Linked DNA regions of Mus musculus: region 1 is linked to region 2. Evidence: chromatin contacts called from public promoter capture Hi-C data. All regions are on one chromosome and are shown on one strand. Each heading gives the region's core, a stretch centred on a gene start, on an enhancer-like site or on the middle of the called end of the contact. The rest is flanking DNA. Distances are from core to core; before and after follow the strand shown. Region 1 holds the start of Pdap1 (PDGFA associated protein 1). Region 2 holds the start of Tmem248 (transmembrane protein 248).

The links. Promoter capture Hi-C pulls out the DNA fragments that hold promoters and counts their contacts.
Region 1: a promoter capture Hi-C map of pre-B cells shows a contact between it and region 2. The contact joins the promoter of Pdap1 here to the promoter of Tmem248 in region 2. A contact is called at or near these places in 2 of 39 promoter capture datasets (cranial neural crest and pre-B cells).

The regions. Positions count from the first base shown.
Region 1 is chr5:145,138,338-145,141,901 of GRCm38.p6, reverse strand. Pdap1 (PDGFA associated protein 1) reads left to right here and starts at 1,877. Exons shown (of 6, transcript NM_001033313.4): 1 at 1,877-1,935. The coding sequence starts at 1,923. It overlaps Bud31 (BUD31 homolog), which reads right to left and starts at 1,526. Exons shown (of 6, transcript NM_001310771.1): 1 at 1,460-1,526; 2 at 466-597.
Region 2 is chr5:130,220,577-130,223,931 of GRCm38.p6, reverse strand. Tmem248 (transmembrane protein 248) reads right to left here and starts at 1,597. Exons shown (of 7, transcript NM_027854.1): 1 at 1,360-1,597. Gm6598 (a long non-coding RNA gene) reads left to right here and starts at 66. Exons shown (of 2, transcript XR_377119.4): 1 at 66-198; 2 at 1,904-2,214.

The DNA.
Region 1 (3,564 bases), core at 628-3,127, about 15 Mb before region 2:
ATTGGGCGCTTCAGCTGGATGCCTTAAAGTGGCTTCCCTAACTGATTTCTGCTGGGTACTTTCTTATCTCTATCCTTCCTTCCCGAGTCTCTCTAGCTATTTTTTCCTTTGCTTTGGATTGCTGTCTACCACTCATGAGAAAAACATATGTCCATGGTAGATCATTCTCCAGAAGGCCCAGAACAGCTACTCAGCTTCCCTAGAAGGGAACTGTGACACACACGCATTCTCCAAGCATGTGTGAGGTGGGGCCAGAAGGATTGAGAGTTCAAGGCCAGTTTTGGGTATATGGTGAGCTTGTGCCCAATCTAGACTACATAAGACCCTGTCAAGAAATAAAGAAAAGAAAGGAAGAAAGAGGAAGGAAGACAGACAGTAAGAGGGAGAGAGAGAGAAATAGAGAAGGCAAGAGAGAAAGACAGAGAAAGGAAAGAAGGAAGGAAGGAAAGAAGGAATGCACAATACCTTTGGGTATTGAGAGTAATATAAAAAAAATTCTTGGTCTTCACAGTTACAAAGCTGTGTTCTTGTCCAGATTTACCAACTATTCTGTGACTCTGGGGGAGATCACTTTTCTTCTGCAGTCTTCTGTCTCATCTGTAGAATAAAAGCAGTAGATTACACACGTTAAATAGCCGCCAAAAATCTCTCTTTTTAGAACAACAAAGCAGGCCAGTCAAAATCTAAATAGAAACGCTGTTTTCTTCTTCTTCCGATTGCATAAAGCTTTCTAGCTGGCAAAGAGTAACCTATCAGCATAACAGACTCATCTGCTCAAAACTGTCTTTAGTCCCATCCACTGTATGGTGACTGACACTTTACAATCCCCTATTCCCACACCCCTTCTTAACAATTTAATAAATTAAGAATAAAACTCTTAAGACGTGGACTCAGGGTCACATTGCTGACAACCAGTGAGTCTAACAGATTAGAGGCTCCTGACTTCCCCATCAGTGGTCTTTGCTCTGGTTTTTCCAGCGCTTACGTTAAAAGATAGATTGACTCTGAGCCCTTCCCAGGGCGCACAGCCTGATTAGAGAATCACTTTCTCCTGACCTAGGAGGACTCAACCCGAGAGGCTCTCGGGGCCGGGGAGAGGTAAAACGAAGAGGCGATCGGATCAGGAGGAAAGAGGTGTTGTGTTGGGCTGTTTACAGACGTAGAAGAGCGGGAAAAGGGGTGAACAAGAGCGAAGTTACGGAAGGGACAGTGGCAGAAAACTCAAGAGCAGCATCTGAGAAAAAAAGCGGTGTTTAGACAGAAAACGGTCCCGGAAGAGAAAACGACGTGGGAAAAAAACACACACGCAGAGAGAGAAAGAGCGAGCCCCAAGTTTACCATCCCCTGTGCAAGTCATCGGAGACTCCAGCCTCTGCCGCATAAGCAGCTCACACAGCTCTCCTGCCCGTAACCATTGCCAAAGATACGGTACTCGAGAACCGAGCAGAGAAACACTCACCGGAAACTCAAGCACCTAAGGCCGCTGCTTCTTTATTGACGGCTTCCGCTCCGGCGACAAACTCTTCAGAATAAGGCCCTCGCGGGGCCCCGCCCACCTCGCGCGGAGATTGCGTCATCTTAGGTGTCCCTGGCGCTGCCTTTGTAGAATTCCGTAAACCGTACGGCCCTTTTCCTCTCACTTCCTGTAGGGGTGGCCCACACGGCTACGTGTCTCCTCGGACAGGGACACCGGGGAACGCGGATTCCTGGCAGTACATATTCTGGTCAGGAATTCAGGCACCTCCCAAGACAGCCCGGCCTCGGTGTGAGGTCCCAGATCCTCGCAGCCGTGGCGGCGGTGGCGGCGTCAGTGGCGCGCGGAGAGGGAACCAAGCCGGGCGGAAGAAGTCGATTCCAAGGAGTTTCCGGTTCCGGTGTCAGTTCGAGGCGCCGCCGCCGCCGCTGCAGCCGCCGGAGCCGAGATGCCTAAAGGAGGTGAGGGGGTGGGCGCGCGTGGTTCGCGTGGCTTCTCTAGTGGCGGCCGTAGGCGGGCTGCCGCGGACCCCTCAGCCCGCGGGTCTGGGGCCTCTAAGAGATCCGCGCTGAAGGAGGCCATCCCCGTCGCCTCCCAGCCATGCGTGGGCCTCGACGCTCAATTGTCCTGCCTGGGAAGCCGAGGACCACAGTGGTTGAGGGCCTCTCCGTCGGGGATTTTTGAGGAGACTCACGGGTGCTGGGTCCTTGTCCTTGAGGAGAGCAGGACCCAGGAGTCTCGGCCAAGCCTCCGGAGCATCTGAAGTTTGTCCTCCCATTTGGCTGGCCGGAGACTGAGTCACCGCGTCCCGCGCTGGTGCGGTGCCTGGCTGCCTCGAGCATAAAATGTGGCTTTTGTGGAGCTTTTGAGGAGCCACGCCTGCCTCATAATAAGACCTTGACTTGATGATGTGGGACCTGGCTCTGATTCTCTCCTTGCACCGTAGCCACTAAGGATGTGCTTCTGAGCCAGTCGCCTAACTTCTTTGTGTCCCGGTTTTGTCGTTTCCAAAAAGGGGGTTGGGGTGGGGGACATTGATTATATTTTCCTCCTGTTATGAGAGAGGCATAAACTAGGTAGCCCACGTACTCAGCCCAGTGCCCCGCAGCCCCTAAATGTTCAGCTATTACTGTGTGTAGAGACCAAGAAAACAAGTGTTTCCCATCGTACATTGGTTTCACCCCTTAGAATCAGGGGTTTGAATACCAGATATATCACATCTTAAGTCTGTGGCCTCAAACAAAACTTTTCCAGTTCGTTTTCTTCATCTGAACTACAGGGGTATTAATAAGGCTTAGTTGGATGAGTAGGAGACAGGCGGACAGGAGTTACGGTGGCAGAATAAATCGCTCTAAGGGCCTGGCTAGCTCCCAGCACAGAACAGATGTTCAGTAAATGTTGGCAGCTCACGTGTTAAGCCAGTTAATGCAGTGAGCCCACAGGAACATCTGCCTGGAGATTTTCAAGCTTAAATTGCTTCCTGTCAATATTCAGATATTAGGCTCTACAGGGCCAAGTGTGTCTAAATCTAGTTCTCTGCTGATTTATCCTGCGTCTAGAGGAGCACTGTCTTTGTTTCACAGTCTCATCTTTAAAAGGCAAAGGAACTTTTTTCAGCTCCTGACTCCAAGGTTGAGAATTACAGTTCGGCAGTCTTGAATATGAAATCATGGCTAATGGACTTAGTCTTGATTTCTGGGAAGCTTTGCAGGCAGATAAACAAAGCTTGTTTCCTTGCTTGGGCTAACATGAGAAAACAGTGATTAAAAACTATTTTAAAAAATCCCCCAGGAGCAAAGGACCAATTCTGTTTTCAGTATACTGTGAATTATTTTTTTAAAGCATCTTGAAAGAGCCTCAGTAAAACAAACAAACTAAGATCACGAAAGGGTGTTGCTTTTTTTGTTTGTTTGGCTGGTTGGTTGGTTGGTTTTTTGTTTTGTTTGTTTTTAATGGTAAAGCTTGGTATCTCACAATAGGCCTTTCATGAGCATACCTAGATACACCCCTGGGAACTCAGGTTGTCATTAAAAATGGGCGGTGTAGGCTGTTGGCAGCTCAATTACAGCTCTGCAGCTGCTGTCTAGGAA
Region 2 (3,355 bases), core at 348-2,847:
GGGCTCCTGAGAATGTTCAGACAAGGCAACGACAGAAGCCTGGGAAAATACGAGTTCCAGAACTGTGACATGGCTTCAGGTTATTTCCATTATGTTAAACTCACAGCTCTGGATTCTCTGCATCAGAACTAAAGCTGTGTGTCTTACAGTATGTGGAAATCCTCCCGTGATTTGTTGTATTATACAACTATGGGACAGGTAAGAAATCACCCCCCTGTCCCAGTATTGACTAGCCTTGCCACCAGGCTACCACTACTCTGTGAACAGGGCCTGGTACCACACAGCTAACAACACCCCAATATGAGGCTGAGGCAGGAGGATCACAACTTCAAGCTACACAGAGAGTTGGAGGCCAGCCTGAACTACACAGTGGACCTGTCTTTAAAAAAAAAAAAAAATTATGTTTTAGCCGGGCTTAACCGGCATGGCAGTGCACACCTGCCAACGGCAGCACTAGGGAGTCTAAGAGAATCAAGGTCAGCCTCGACTGAGTCGTGGGTTTGGACTATCTAAGGCTGCAGGAGACCCCAGACTCCAGGATTCAGATTAAAACCAAAACAATACCGTTATTACACTGTGAAACCTTGGCAGTGTGGCCCACGCCTATATCTCTGAACTACGGAGTCTGAATCGGGAAGATCGGTGTTGAAGGTGGGTCTTGTCTACATAGGGAAATCCTAGCCAGTTAAGGCTGCATTAAACCCTCTTTTGGATACATTTTTGACAACCCAAAGTCAAGTCACAAATCTAAAACTGAACACACACACACACTCACACTCACTCTCTCACTCTCACTCTCTCTCTCTCTCTCTCTCTCTCTCTCTCTCTGTCACACACACACACACACACACACACACACACACACACACACACACACAGAGAAGTTGGAAAGATGGCTACGGGGTTAAGAATACCTGCTATTCCTGAGGACCAGAGTTAAGTTCTCAGCAACCCCATCATCAGGCAGCTACCAATGGAGTGTAACTCTGGGTCTAAGGACACAACGCCCTCTTCTGGAGTCGGTGGGTATTTGCGCTCACGTGCGCAGACAAGATAATACAAACACATCATGTAAATAATTTTCCAAAACAATCATTTTTTTTTCTAAAACTTGCAAAGGATGCTAGTAGGTCCACGCAGCCTTATTCAGCCGACCTATACAAGCCTTGACTGAGGGAGCAGGACTCCGCAGGCCTCGGGAGGATGGAACAGGACCGGGTCAGCTAATAGAGGAGTGAACGGAGCTGGGGTGGCTGGGAGAGCCTGCGCACCGATCCGCCCAGCACGCCGTGGGCCCCGGGTTCAGGGTCCCCGGTCCCGGCCCATGCGCCCGCGATTACGACCCCGTCTCCTACTCACCGCCCCGCAGACTGGCGGCTCGAGCCCGCGGACGCCCGCGGCCTGGCCCTGTTCACTCGCGGCGGCGCGCGGCGGGCCCCGGGCTGCCCCGCACCATCCTCTCCGCCGCTCCGGAGACAGCGAGCGGCTCCTCGGGGCCGAAGCGACGACCCGAAGCCAGGCCAGAGCGCGCCAACGGGACGCCGGCTCCGCGCGCTGCGAACGCCGGGCTTTCCGGGTGAAGGCAGAAAACCACGTCACCACTAACGCCGCCGTGACCTCTGACCCCGCCCGCGCGCGACGGCGGCGCGGAAGGGACAGAATTGCTCCGGGGCGAGCGGCGGGTGGGGTCGGGGTTAGGAGGAGAAGCAGACTGTCTTCGTTTTGCAAATGGGAAAAGCATACACGGAGCTGCCTGAAATTTATCACTCGCATTCGCGAACTGCCGTGAGCTTGCTCGGTTCCGTCCCGAAGTGCTTCTGCAGGTCTTGGTGTGTATGGCGTGAGATAGTAAAGAGGACACGATTTTCGTTTATTTTTGTTGGAATTTTTTGTTTTGACACAGGGGTCTCGTGGATGGCAAGAGCTGGCTTCCTGTTCTCTCTGGAGCCCAATGAGGAGCCAACTACCTTAGTCATGGTGTTTGAGCACACTAATACCACCCTCCTCTCTGTAGACGGGACTCTAGGATCCACTGGATGGGAATCTGTCGCGTTTCTGGACAACAGGACAATTCATTTCAAGCCATGTCTCAGTCCCCAAGGACCTAGCTGACCTTAGAAGCAGCAAAATATTATCCTTTTTAAATTCCTCTAACCACATTAATACTGACCTTTGTACATGATTATTGAAAACCCAGGAGATCAGTTACACTTATCCATTTGTCTGGTCTTGACTTTTTTTGTTGTTCTTTAAAGACACGGTTGCTGGGCAGTGGGAAGGTTGTCCTTTGATCCCAGCATTCAAGAGTCAGAGGCAGATAGATCTTTGCATTTGAGGCCAGCCTGGTCTGCAGAATGAGTTCCAGGAAGCTGGGGCTAAACAAAGCCTGTCTTGAAAAAAAAAAAAAAAACCAAACCAACCAACAAACAAAAGAGATAAGGTCTTTCAATCCATCCCTGGCTGACTTAAAACTCACTATGTGACCCAAGCTGGTCTCAAACTCAAAGATCCATAAGTGCTGGGATTAAAGGTGTGCCATGAGACATGAGAACATTTGTGAGAATTTTCTCCTTAGGTAAAGACTATGCGATGTTTATCCCCTTTTCCTAAGGTCTCGGTGACAAACCAAAGTTCCCCCTGGAATGCCAGTAAATGTATCTGGCTTACTTACAGAGCATAGGCAAGAGGTTACTGCCAGCAGGGTGAGTGACCTCAAAGCAACTACACTGGAAAGTCCTCACCCAGAATGGATGATGGCTTCCCATAGAATGTGTAAGTGGAACTCTGATGCTTGTCTCCTCCAGAACCTCAAAGCCAAATAGTTCCAGGGAAATCGTATAGAAGACATCTGCATGTGTATGTCTGTGTGTGCACAGCATGTGTGTGCTCTCATTCCAGACAATGAGCTACCACTGCTATGCTTTTGGTTTTGAATAAGTGCAAGGAGCAGGTAGAAAGGCAGAAATACACAGTAAAACGTGATCAAATCGATGTCTATGACATCAAGCAGAACTCAGATAAGGAAGGCCTTAAACCTAGGAGGCTGGAGAAGCTGCTGAGAGGTTTTTTTAGACAGAGTGTCTTCTGTACTCTTTACAAGGGCTGACTGACAACAGTTCTTGTTATTTTTATTTAGTGCTTATAATCTAGCAAATATTGAAGTGGACTGAATGAAAATGGACCCCATCGGCCCATATGCTTGAATGCTTGGTCCCTAGTTAGAGGAACTGTTTGGGAAGGATTTAGGAGGTGTGGCCTTGTTGAAGGAGCTGTGTCACTGGGAGTGATTTTGAGGTTTCAAAAGTCCCTGCCAGGCCCACTATCTTCTCGTCTCTCCCTACTTGCTGCCTATAGA